Linked DNA regions of Sus scrofa: region 2 is linked to region 1. The links are chromatin contacts, called in public Hi-C maps. All regions are on one chromosome and are shown on one strand. The core of a region is the stretch at or near the end of the contact, and the rest is flanking DNA. Distances in the headings are between cores, read along the strand shown.

Evidence for each region. A called contact is a pair of places that touch in the nucleus more often than the background predicts.
Region 2: a contact with region 1 is called in a Hi-C map of skeletal muscle, with 8 times the contacts expected there. The contact joins the enhancer-like site here to the promoter of PPID in region 1. A contact is called at or near these places in 16 of 47 Hi-C or Micro-C datasets (embryonic fibroblasts, epiblast stem cells, fetal heart ventricle and 10 more) and 2 of 2 datasets of contacts at active chromatin or transcription factors (alveolar macrophages and skeletal muscle).

Annotation. Positions count from the first base shown.
Region 1 is chr8:47,666,315-47,673,175 of Sscrofa11.1, forward strand. It overlaps PPID (peptidylprolyl isomerase D), which reads right to left and starts at 4,118. Exons shown (of 10, transcript NM_001244386.1): 1 at 3,952-4,118; 2 at 2,194-2,334. The coding sequence starts at 4,036.
Region 2 is chr8:48,334,784-48,341,644 of Sscrofa11.1, forward strand. No RefSeq gene overlaps it. Among named protein-coding and RNA genes, the nearest start is that of RAPGEF2, 150 kb to the left of the region's middle. Within about 2 kb of position 3,093, at least 7 of the 83 cell types and tissues checked have an H3K27ac peak or open chromatin away from gene starts, as enhancers often do. A contact at or near this core is called in retroperitoneal adipose tissue and skeletal muscle, where this site is marked.

The DNA.
Region 1 (6,861 bases), core at 2,868-5,367:
ACACAGGCACCAAAATTCCAGATTCCAAAAAGGGAAGCAAGTGTTCAGCAGAAACTGAATTATTTGTACAAACAGTCTAGGCAGAGAAAACCACCTTGACAATGTAGACAATGGTTCAAGTGCCAGGTCCCCAGACTCCAGGAAACAGCCACCCTTGCAAGCAGACTTTTCTAAGAATAGCAGTCTCGGGCCTGCCATGCTCTTTTCTACATACGCTTTATTAGCATACAGGCACACCTCATTTTATTGTGCTTTGCAGATACTGTGTTTATCACAACTTGAAGATTTATGGCAACTCTGCATCAAGCATGTCTATCGGCACCATTTTTTTCAACAGCATCTGCTCACACTGTGTCTCTGTATCACATTTTGATACTTCTTATAGTATTTCAAACTTTTTCATTATTATTTGTTATGGTGATCTGTGATCAGTGATCTCTGATGTCACTACTGTAACTGTTTTGGTGTTTTTTAGCAATAAAGTGTTCTTAGATTAAGTTACATACCTTTTTTTTGGCCTAACGCTCCTGCACACTCAAGAGACTAAAGCATGGTGTAAACAAAACTTTTAAATACAGTGGGAACCAAAAATTTGTGTGACTTATTTTACTGCAAAATTTGCTTTATCAAGGTGGTCTGGAACTCCAGCATCTCCATCTTTTCTTACACTGGTATTTTATTAAATATGAAAGTAAACCACCAGTAAATTTTTTTTAAGGCCATACCCATGGCATACTTAAGTTCCAGGCTAGGGGTCAAATTGGAGCTACAGCTGCCAGCCTACACCACAGCAAGGCCAAATCCGAGCCTTGTCTGTGACCTACACAACTCAGCGCCAGACCCAGATCCTTAACCACTTTGCAAGGCCATCGATCAAACCCAAATCCTCATGGATACTAGTCGGGTTCATTTCTGCTGAGCCACAGTAGGAATTCTGAAATATTTTTAAATCAATGTTAATATTTTCTTAATCAAGTCTTTAAAATAATTACTGATATAATTACAGTTTAACTTATTTGTTCATTCATTAAACAAATATTGAGTGCCTACTCAATAACTATACTAGCTGCTGAGGACCAAATGGTGAGAAGACCAAGTTCCTGAACTCATGAAACCTACAGTCTATTGGGGGGCCTATCAAATAATCACTAAACAAAGGTACTGTAACCAAGTGGGACCCTACGGGGCTCCTCAAAACAGACCTCCCCCTCCCATGTCGTCCACCTTCTTATCTACAGAAAAACTTCAGCCTCCTAAGTTTCCCCTCAGTTCCAAAAAGTAAATTTAATCAGAGAAGTGAGAAAATGCAGAAAAAAGGAAGAGTCAAGCAAGACAAAATAATAGCTTAACCATAAACAAAGTCAAGGACCTTTAGTTCCTCCTTAAGGGCTAGATAATATCCTGAGCCATGTCCTTAGATCTGTTTTGCAAATATTGAAACCCTGCCCCAGGCGGAAGAAGTTAACCATACACCTCCCACAAGCAGGTAAGACCCCAGACCAGTTGGAACCAGAACGTTGATGATGCTGCCTCCCAATGACCTCACCACCAAATCAGAAGATGTCCCCGAGGTGATCACACCTCCCCCCGACCCCCCATTCCTGTCTTTAAAAATCTCTCCCTAAGCGACTTCAGCTCTTTCAAGCACTAGCTGCCTGGACTCCTTGGTTTGTGCCTACAATAAATGGTGCCCTTTCCTTCACGACAATCCAGAGTCTGTAGATTGGCTTTACTGCAAGTGGGCAAGTGGACCCAAGTTTGATTGGGTAACAGTATGTATGACTACACAGTGTGAAAAGCAGTGTGAGATGATATCTTTTAATCACGTATGATACCAGGTGTCCAAGACATTGAACCTTTAAATCAGCTGCAGCCTTCCCAAGCAATCCAGCCCAATAGGCATAATTTTTTGTCACCAGCTACCCAAGCACTACTTATTTACCAGACTGCACCCTAGTGAATTGAGGGCAGTCTGTTTCTCTATACCTAAACCTTAGTGCCCTTCCACAATTCATTCCACCTTTCACAACCCTTATGAAAATGACCATTGTCTCAGATGTCAAAGCATCTTCTCGGAAACTAACAGTTAAACTTTTGACTCTCATCCCCTACTTAGTGTTTTCTTCCCTAACTCCTACAGAACAGGACTCAATGATCCATAAGAGGAATGAGATTCAGAAAAAGTATACATACTTCGATGGAAAGGGCATCCTTTGAAATGGAGCGGTTTTCCAGTGGTGGGTCCAATGCCTTTTTCTCCTGTACACAACGCACGAAAATTCTCTGCAGTTTTGGGTACAATATCTGCAAACAATTCTAAGACAATTCGACCAACTGAAAGAAAAAGTGAAAGAATGTTGGTATGCCACACAACCAACCAAATAAATGGTAAAAGATGAGTTGGTAAAATTAGTGACTGAAATACCAAGCTCTGCATTTTTCTATATTTAGTCTACCTAATGTTAAGTATCATATATTTAGATGAATTTGAAACATTTTATTACACCTTACAAAGGATCATAAATACAGTAGCCAGAAGACTAGCACTATTTAAGGGATACCATGAACTACAAGCAGTTTTTAATTCTAATTTCTCTGACATGTCCTCTTAACTTCCAAAACCAAGTAATTGTGGGTGAAAAATACTGCCTGCCACATTAATAAATAAAAGATGTTGGCAGCCATCAAGCCGGCAGCCACCGCAGCTGCCCCCAACTGTGCACCTGAAGGGATTCAGGATGGCCCTAGATAGATAGCTAAGGTGCATACCGAAGAAAGGACTTGAATAAGCACAGAAGCCTACCTACATAGAAAAGCACTGAACTCACTAATTTTAGGTGCCTGGTTTTCTTTACTCTTCTGCTGGTCTTTGTGGCACAACTCCTGTATCCCAGCTCCCCCATCACCTCTTTGAGGCAGTCCCTCATAGCTGAGAGGCTGACTCCCAGGCCTAAGCCCTCAGTTTTGTCCAGCAAATAATACATTATGTCTCAACTTTTAGGTTATGCTTTTTTTTTCAGGTGACAGAAACAACAGGAGAAAATGAAATATCCTTTGAGTGGTCAGGCTGGCCAAGTTTTAAGTATAACTGTAGTCTCTGTGCTCTGTGGAAACTGCCTAGAACTGCCTTGAAAGCGAAAGCTGAAAAAGTTCCCACTCTAAGACAGATGAAAAATAAACGTAGCACTAAAATTCAAAACAAACTGAACATCTAAGTTCATACATGTGTATGAATAACATCCACAGGGTCCCTCAAGCTAGATGTGTCCGTTTGTATAATGCATTCAAACACACTGCCTGGCCAGCAATTTTAAAGAGCTCTGGAACAAGAGCAATTCAGCAACAAAGCAATGTGCTAATTCACAAGGCTTCAGGCACTTCAGAGCTGCTATGGTAGCCTAGGCAACCACAGAGCCACATGGATCTAATTTTCCCAAATGCCAAAACAGGGAAATGTTCACCTCGCTGAATGGACCTCTAAGTTCAGAATCAGTAATAAGGAGGGAGGAAAAAAAGTAAAAGAAACAATTTTTTTAAAGAGTCGCTTTAATGTATAACATGGCAATTACTGATCTATGTCGGTAGCAAGAGACACGGCGTGACAGGAGTCCACCAAGGTTTTTTGAATGTCCCCCTGCAAACATAAAATCACCTTATCTTAGGCCAACGTGATGGTGCTAGGTGGCTGGCTAGTGAAAACAAATCCGGAGACAAGCCGAAAGACCGCCACCATCCCCGACCAGAAATTTCCAGAAACTTCCTTACACCCAACAGCACCGGCACAAGGGCGTGGGTTTGGCCCAACCCCGGACGCCAAGACTAGACGGTAGTATTGCTCCAGGGCTCGTTGTGGGCAGCCATCCCCCCCTCCCGCCCCCCGCGCCAGAGCGGCCCCCGGCCCGAGCCCGGCCCCAAGTCCCGAGACCCCGACCCTGGGGCGCCTCGCCTCACCTCGCTCCCCTCCAATGTCCACATCAAAGAAGACTCGGGGGTTACTTGGGTTGGAGGGCTTTGCCTGGGGAGACGGGTGTGACATGGTAACCTGCCGAAGCGTTAGCGAGCTACTCCTGATAACCGCGTGGCCACCGCGCAGCTCAAACCCCTGAGCGCTTCAGTCCGCGAAAAGCGGCGGCGCTGACGAGCCTCTTCCGGCGCCAGGTCCGGAAACCGCGGTCCGCCTTCCGGTGCCATCTCCAGACTTCCGGCGCCGCGACCAAACTTCCGGTCCCGCCTCCCAACTTCCGACGCCTCCGCATACGCGAACCTGCCTGTGGCGGTTCCCGCCTTCTTTTTCCCCCTCATTTCTTCTCCGCTGTAGTTGTAGCCGCAGTTCTTTTTATTCTTTTCGCTTGGGTTTCATCGCTTTTCCTGCTGTCATGGTGTGGGAGAGCTTTTCCGCTGGCCTTCCCCATTCCATTCTCGGTCTCCGCTCACCGGAAGGGCTGCTTCTGTGCAACTCTGGAAAACAGGGATAAAGAGGGTCGTTTGAGGATAAAGAGTCCGTCACTTAACACTAGGCCTGGTACAACGTGGCCATGGCTACCAGTGGTCGCTGTGCTTTTGTTGCCGTGTTGTGACTTACCCCGACATGCTGGCGGTGTGAGTGAGCGCGGGAGGCCGGGGCGGAGGGTCCAGGAGAGGGCAGTGGATTCCTGCTGAAACTGCGTCATTACAATGCCCACTTTACCTTAGGGGGATTTGTGCAAGGGTTTTACCTTTCTGTGTGACTGCGCAGTCTCACTTTTTGATATAGCCTAATTTTGGAGAAGAGTGGTATGTATGGTCCTTGGAACTTTGCGGTATTCTAATTGTTGACTGATTTATTTCATGTTTCCTTCCGTGAGAATTAAACCCCACGAGGACAGAAATTTGGTTTTCTTTTTTCTTTTTCATTTTTTCCTGCCCCAGCACTTCTTACAGTTTCTATCCTTGAGAACGTTTCATTTCCATATGCCTTTATGTACTGTTTGAGAAAATTTTCTGTATCAGTTCTTAAGGCTGATCCTTTCCAATTGCAAGACATTAAAATTTAAAATGTTAATTCCTTATCAGTTGAGGCCCTTCAGTTTATGGTGTTTATCCATTGTGGTTCCTTAAGATCCACAACAGCTCAGCACATAACCTCTGGGTCCCCGTGATAAATAACAGATTCAAAATAAGTTGATATTTAACCCAATCCTATTCTCAGGCTACAAACTGGTAACTTAGACTTTGTCTGACAAATACCAAATGATAATTAAAATTTTTTAATTTTATTTTAATCTACTAGCTTCGAATCAGCTTGTAGCTTATTAATCCAAGAATTATTACTTTTACCCCATAACCATTCTTATGTAACCATTCTTACATCATAATCATTATGATTAACTCAGCAGCATAACTAAGTACTTCTACTTAGTTATCAGACTTATGGGGTTTAAATTCAATCTCTCATGGATACTAGTGACTTTGGACAAGTTACTTAGCCTCTTTGTGTCTCAGTTTCCTCATCTGTAAATTTGGCTAATAGTATGTATCTTGAGTTTTTTATGAGGATTAAATGAATTATTTAGGTGTTTCAGAATCTGACACAGTTAAGTACTCAATAAGTGTAAGCAATTATTACCATAAATAGCTAACACTATAATAATACTAACACTTTATTATAATAAATGTTAATAATATCAACATTTCAAAATGAAAGCTAAAACTGCAAAGGTGGTTTGAGCATGGCTCTGCATTCTCAGGAAGTAGAACATGATACTTGCTGTTATAAAGGTTTCTGGGTGTAAAAGAGTAATCCAAATGTTACTCTCACTGTGTCCAGATTTTTCACAGGAAAGTAACAGCTTTATATTAATTGTCATGTTCCTAGGACCAACCTGAATAACCTGAACTATACCTTTGAAAACTCCTCCAGAACTGATCCCTAGAGAGAAAATAAACCCTTCTCCTGGAAGACACTCTGTCTTATGGCTCAGCTGGTTGAGGATCTGGTGTTGGCACTGCTGGTCTTGGGTCACTGCTGTGGCACAGGCTCCATCCCTAGCCCAGGAACTTCTACATTGCCGTGGCAAAAAAAAAAGCAAAAAACAAAACAGTGCTTCTGGTTTCTGAAGTCTTTTTACTCATGTGCAGCAAGGAACAGAACCAAAGCTATGCACTATTTCTTTTTTTTTTTTTTTTTTTTTTTGTCTTTCGCCTTTTTTGTTGTTGTTGCTATTTCTTGGGCCGCTCCCATGGCATATGGAGGTTCCCAGGCTAGGGGTTGAATCGGAGCTGTAGCCACCAGCCTACTCCAGAGCCACAGCAACGCGGGATCCGAGCCGCGTCTGCAACCTACACCACCGCTCATGGCAACGCCGGATTGTTAACCCACTGAGCAAGGGCAGGGATCGAACCCGCAACCTCATGGTTCCTAGTCAGATTCGTTAACCACTGCGCCACGACAGGAACTCCTGTTTCTTAAGGCTAAGGACACAAGTTTCATTTGAGTAGTGGCAGGAATATTTCCTCTAAGAACCCTATTATTGTTTCTGTCTCTCATAAGTGTGATAGGATAATATTAACAGATTGCCTCCTCCAACCAATATTCGCTTCTCAAAATTTTTTTTGCCCATCACTCCACCCCAAACAAGCAGCTAGGCTTTCTGTTGTCATTGCTTTAGGGAAAGATGTGAGCACAGAGAAAGCAAAGGGGGGAAGAGTCCTTCCTGGCTTTGGTGTTGCGAAAGACTCGGCTTTACAGGAATAAAGATTACTGGCATAGCAGAATATTTGGATAAAGCATCTTTTGTAAGAGTATGGCTTTCACAGAGAAAACATAAAACTCAAAGGAACAAACCCATTCACTGGGCTGGGACGGGAGAAGGTTGTGGGCGA
Region 2 (6,861 bases), core at 1,843-4,342, 670 kb after region 1:
TTCCTTTCACTAGACCTGCTACTAACTTCTACTAACTGCCACTATTAACTAATCCTATTAGTGTTTTCTTTCAATAATTTATAATTTAACATGTATGTAACGGAAAAGAAAATATGGAATCATAATAATTTCAAAAACATTTATTTTCATATTTTGATGTTAAGGTAAAAATATATGTATATAATTATTGTGTTTATATTATTACCAGGGCTTTTAGGTCTTGTATGGTTGTGTCATGATTGCTGTCTTAAAAAAGTTGATCATCCTGGAGTTCCTGCTGTGGCACAGTGGGATTGGTGGGGTCCTTGGAGCGCTGGGTCACAGATTCTATCCCCAGTGGGCACAGGAGATTAAGGATCTAGCATTTCCACAGCTGTGGTGTAGGTTGAGACTGCAGCTTAGATCTGATCCCTGGACAGAAAACTCCATATGCCTTGTGGGGGCCAAAAAAGAAAAAAAAGTTGATCATTCTAAGTATCATCAAACACTTTCCACTGGGACATTGGGATAGAATCATAGTTTCCTAACATCTGTGTAAAAACATCTCTATTACACACTCACACTCCTCTCTGCCCCACACCCCCCCATACAGAGCAAGCCTCCCAGGTGTGATGTCACACCATCCCCTTGGTTTGGGAGAACAATGAAAGATAAGAGGAGCACTTCTTGCATTGACGTCTTGACCTTCACCTTAGTGTGTGGCACCTTGGCTCTGCTTTCTGCATTTAACAAGCAAACATCTTTTGATTTATTTCCTAAATGTCTAATAAGCTTTCTCTCACTGTGCTATCCTGTGGATGGTCCTTTCTCTGAACACCGATTCAGTAGAATTTGATGGATTCTTCGTCTTTGTCTTCTCAGGAACAGGTACACTTGGACTTCACCTCTGGGCTCAGATACAACCAGGGCTGTGGTTAGCACTGTTCACCCGGGAAACACTCAGGACACTTGTGCCTCAGAGGACAGAACGAATCAGCTTCCATTTTGGCTCATCCACTTCAGCAGATCCAGAATAACTTTAATTATTCACTGTAATTGGCGTTTACTAAGCTGCCCATTTCCTTATCCATTTTAATGCACAATCTGCTGACAGTTTAAAAATATTTAATGTTTAGAAGAAAACCCCATCAGATTCATTAACAGAGGCTTCGTGTAGTTGACTGTTTGTGGACTGTGTTCTCTTGGGGTGTCTGGCCTCTCTAGGTGGGTGATCTTCTTCTTCAGGGGACCAGTTAATGATCATAGGGACAAAAAGACAGCCTTAATCTTGTTTTCCCAAGTTTGTTAATATTTTCAGAGGTAATACATTCACATGGTTCAAAATCTAGTGTGTGTGAAAAACTGTACAGTAAAAATTCCTCATTTTTCTCCTGCAGCAACAATGTTCTTCCCCACATGCTTCCCTGGAAACAATCACTTGCTATCAGTTTCTTTTCCTTCTTCTTTCCTTCCTTCCTCCCTCCCTCTCTCTCTTTCTTTCCTTTTTAGGGCCATACCCACGACATGGAAGTCCCAAGTTAGAGGTCAAATCAGAGCTGCCACTGCCAGCCAACACCACAGCCACAGCAACGTGGGATCCGAGCAGTGTCTGTGACCTACCCCATAGCTTATGACGACGCAGGATCCTTAACCCACTGAGTGGGGCCAAGGATTGAACCTGTATCCTTGTGGATATTAGTCAGATTTGTTTCTGCTATGCCACAAAAGGTACTCCTGTTATCAGTTTGTTAGAAACTTTCCACAGATATTTTATGTATAGGTAAGCAAATATCTTCTCCCCCCACCCCCAAAAGACACTGTTTAGGAGCGAGGTTGAACATTTTAAGGGCTTCTGCTGTTGTATAACACGTTACCACATGTTTAGTGGTTCTAACAACACAAGCCTCTATGACCTCCGTTTCCATGGATCAGGAGTCCAGGCACAAGGCTGGATTCTTTCCCCAGAGTCTCAACAGGCTGAACTGAGGGGGCTACCAAGACCTCAATCTAAAAATACCTTATTTTTAGGAGTTCCCGTCGTGGCTCAGCAGAAACGATTCTGACTAACATCCATGAGGACTCAGGTTCAATCCTTGGCCTTGTTCAGTGGGTTAAGAATCTGACTTGCCATGAAATGCGGTGTAGGTCGCAGACATGTCTCAGATCCTGAGTTGCTGTGGCTGTGGTATAGGCCAGCAGCTGTGGCTCTGATTTGACCCCTAGCCTGGGAACTTCTACATGCTGCAGGTATGGCCCTAAAAAGGCAAAAAGACAAATAAAATAAAATAAAAAATAAAGAAGCCTGAAAGTTCTCTTGCCCCTCTGGCCATGTGAGGACACAGTGAGAGGTCAGCAGCCTGTAGCCAGGAAGAGGGCTCTTTCCATGCTGGCACTCTGAGGCCAGCCTCTGTGATGGCACAGCTGCAGGAACTGTGAGTAACAAAGTGCATTATTTATAGCAACAACCAGCCAGTCTACTTGTTACAGTAGCCTAAACAGACTAAGACAGCAACTCTATACTAGACACTGAGAAAGACACTTTGTATTAGTTCACAACATTTAGGGTCAGCTCTGAAAGGTTCACAATGAGACCAATGATGAGGAAGAGAGTGCTATTACTATAACTCTGGTTAAAGATGATGAGACTATCAAAACCCAGCAATAACCATGATGATATAAAGAAGAGTAGCTAATACTTATCGAGCACATTCTATGTGCCAGTTACTATGCTGAGCACTTTTTATGTATAATCTCATTAAGTCTTCTCAACAATCTTAGGGAAGGACTAGTCTTTGCTACTAGGCCTGTTGCCTTTTCTAGTTTTTTTCCTTTGTTTGCTTGTTTTTTGTTTTTTAAGCCACAGAGCCAAATCTAAGTAATTTGTTCTGGTTGACAGCAAAGAGAAATACAAGATAGGAAACCAGAATGGTTTAGAAAGCTGTGGAGATTCATGTGGAACTATTTGGACAAGTGGTTTGTATCATAATGTGCCCTACAGATGAAATGTCTGTATTATCTACCCTAATTTTGTCCTATACTGAAGGTAGTCAAGAGACCAGCAGGCAGGAACAAGTCTGCCTGTCTCCTAGGGTGATGCTGGCAGCAAATGCCTCAGCCATCTGGCTCGGCTATGCCAGGCTGACACCTAGCCCAGGGACCTGTGTGGGTAAAATGATAGGAGGGAAAGCAGAGCCTCCAAATGAATAATCCTCGGGTGCCCAAGGGAGACCAAAATGTTACCCTTCTGTTTTTTCCTAAAAGCAATGACAACACCCCCCAAGAAATGAGAATTATCTTAATTTGAACAAACATTCCCAGGCCAGTCTCGTGCATTGGCCAAGTTTATCTTCCATCACTCCAGTCTCTATCTTCCATGAGTCCTGCTTGATGCTGCCTCTTCTGGAAATGGAAATGCCTATATCCCATGAGATTCAGAGAGGCTGGGAAGTCATGGATGAGAAAGCACAGTGACCATGAGATGTGGATCTGTATAGCCACTACTATTATCAAGGACTGGCTTGGGAATATTTTCACAAATATTCCCTTCAGCCAATAATGAAAATTTTATAAGGAATTCATAGAACTAGGGAAGGTCCTTCCCACTGACTGTGCCACTTTTCTTTTCAAAATATCCCTGGAGTCCTTCAGTGCTTACAGAATCAAGCCCTGAATCTATGAACCACCATGCAAGGCTCATTATAACCCAACTCTAACCATCCCTGTCAATCCCTCCAGTCTCCCAGAGATGTGTGTGCAACTGGGAAATGGACATGGAATTCACACCCTGGGGTTGAACCTTTGACCACCGAGTGGGGGATCAGAACCTCCTCCTTCCACTTCCACAGGATGAGCTATCAACCTTAGAGGCATTTTGGCCCACAGATGCAGCAACAAACTGCAGTTGGCAGTAGCCAGCTCAACAACACCCTCACACTGGCTCCCCGACTTCCTGCTTCCCCCTCTACCCCTCACTTCTGCTCTCTGGTACAGCAGTCGGAGTGCACAAGGACTTTTCTGCCAAAGGCTCTGCTTTCTGGAGAACACAATCCTTCCCACCTAGCAAAACCCTCACCATGAATTCAATCATCTTATTTTGAGACCATCATTTGTTTGAGGTCATGTAAGATTACTGAGAAAGAAAGGGGCTCAGAGTCCTCTCTGGTTTTGAATCCTGGTCCCACCACTCACTGGCAGTGTAACCTTGAGCATAGTTGCTGAGCAAGTTGCTGTGGTGGAGACTGTGGAACAGCTTGTTCAAATGCCATGCTGTGCTCCTTCTAGTGAGACAATAGAAACATATATTCTCTAAACAGTGATGCAGATAGCATTCCGGATGTGAGCTAGATATGTGAGGTCCAAAAAGCAGAACTGAATCAGAGACATTGTCCTCCTCCTTCTTGGCTTCTCCTGGTGAGTAAGGCTGCGACAGTGTTTCTATGACAACGCTCTGTTATCCTGGGTGTTGAGAGGCAGCTGCAATGATATAATGGTCTGGATGTTTGCTCTCCATATCCATGATCAGAATAAAATGAACAAGGAGCTATTTTCAGTTGGTGAAAGTTTATTGGTTAAATAACCAGTGACTTTCAAGGTAGAACTTTCAGAACAACAGCTTTCAAGGAACAACATCTGAATTGGCTCCAAGACTGGAGTAACTGCAGAAGTAAATATGAGCAGTGATGTCTCTCTATTTGAAATAATACTCTTTTCCCTGGAGGAATTCCTTAGAGCTTAATCTAATCTTAGCTTTACTGTCTGTCATGATATGGGAGTGGGTTAAGACTTTGGACCCTCTCAGCCTTTGTCCCTCACTTATAACATGTCAAAGACGATCCCAACCCAGTGCAAGTTCTGTAGACTGTCTGCCTGAAAGTCTCTGGCTGTGAGCATGGCTGTCCATCTCTACATTTGTGTGCAAATGGATCTGTGTGACTCTACATGTGTATGTGTGAATGTATCCTACATGCTTGTAAATTCACTTGTGTGTCTATATAAGTTTTTGCAGACACATCTGTGATTGTGTTCATGACCAAGTTTGTGTGCACATTGCTGGTGGGTTACATGCATATCTGTCTCTCTTGTGGGTGTGTGTGCTGTGTATGTGATGATGGGTGTGGTGTCTGTCCATGTATGTGCTTAGCTGTGTTTGCCTGTGTTTCTCTACCTGAGTGGTTACAGGTGAGTACACTTACATTTGTCATCGGGTCAACCAATTGGCCAGAAGGATTTGCGCTCCTTGGCACGGGCCAACTTTTCGACCAGCTGCACACACACACACACACACACACACACACACACACACACACCACGCCCTCTAGTGCCCACCAGGAGAAAGTGCCTTGCTCACTGCAATGTAGTAGCACTTAGATCGCCTACAATAAAGCTGATTTATGGTTTGGTTCTCACATGCTGGAGGTGGGAACTGGTGTAACAGGGAACACTGCACAGACAGGAAGCACCCACAGGAAGCTTCTCAGTGGTATGAGGTGAAAATATGCATCCAGTGGTGTTAGGAACGGGATCACCAGTGAGCAGGTGTGACCCACAGGTGGAAGCTCATTGCATAGTGTTTTTGTTTGTGAGTCCATGGGCCAGGGGGAAGGCTGCTGGCACACCATCAGTTGACGGTGGAAGGAACCTTCCTGTTAGTCTCTACTTGTAAGTTTCTCTGCTCCTGAGAAGCTGACCCCAGACACTATCTTCCCATACTCTTAGTACAGAGAGCCTTGGGGCTCACGGCACCTGCAGCACCTTGGGACATTTGTGGGATGTGTACTCTGTGCCAGGCACTGCATGAAACTTTTTATCTCATTTGATTCTTTTTTTTTTTTTTGTCTTTTTAGGATCCCACCCATGACATATGAAGGTTCACAAGCTAGGTGTAAAATCAGACCTGCAGCTGCTGGCCTACACCACAGCCACAGCAATGCAGGATCTGAGCCACTTCTGTGACCTATACCACAGCTCATGGCAATGCTGGATCCTTAACCTGCTGAGCGAGGCCAGAGATTGAACCTGTGTCCTCATGGATGCTAATCAGATTCATTTCTGCTAAACCATGGTGGGAACTCCACATTGATTCTCTAAACAATTCTAGGAGGTGGGGTGCTATGACTAGATCCATTTTAAAGATGAGAAAACTTAGACCTGGTAAAGCTAAATAACTTGCCCAAGTTCACACAGTTGAGAGGCAGTAAAGTCAGATTTTGACTTCAAACTCTACACATTCAATATATTATTCATAATCATTACAGGGCATTTCATGGTGCAAATATCCTTTTTTTGGAAGATGTGAAAATAGAAGGCAGGGGAGTTCCTTGGTGGTGCAAAGGATTAAGGATCTGGCATTGTCACTGCCATGGATTGAGTCACTGCTGTGGTGCTGGTTCAATCCCTGGCCAGAGAACTTCTGCACAGTCAAAGAAAAGAAAAGAAGGAAAGGAAAGAAAGAAAGAAAAGAAAAGAAAAAAGAAAATAGGAGGCAGAGAGCTTGCTAACAATTTGACATAAGATAAGCAAAGGAAAACATTGCTGCCTTAGGAAAATACGTTAACTTTTCAGGAAGGGTGCAAAGTTAGTTCAGTGGGGGACATACAGTCTCTTCAACAAATGATGACAGGACAATTGCAAAATGATTTCCGACCCAAGAGCCCTGTCCTCACAAACTATTCATCAAGGGTGAGTGTGGAATACAAACATTTTTAGACATGCACAAATTTTACTTCCTGTTGGCTCTTTCTCAGGAAACTGCTGGAGGATGTGTTCCCATCAAAACTGTGGGAAAAAATAAGAAAAAGGACAACACAACACCCCGGAAATGGGGTTTCACTACAGGAGAGCAGCGAGTGAAAAATCCTGCCTGACAGCTGGACGGGAAGTCTA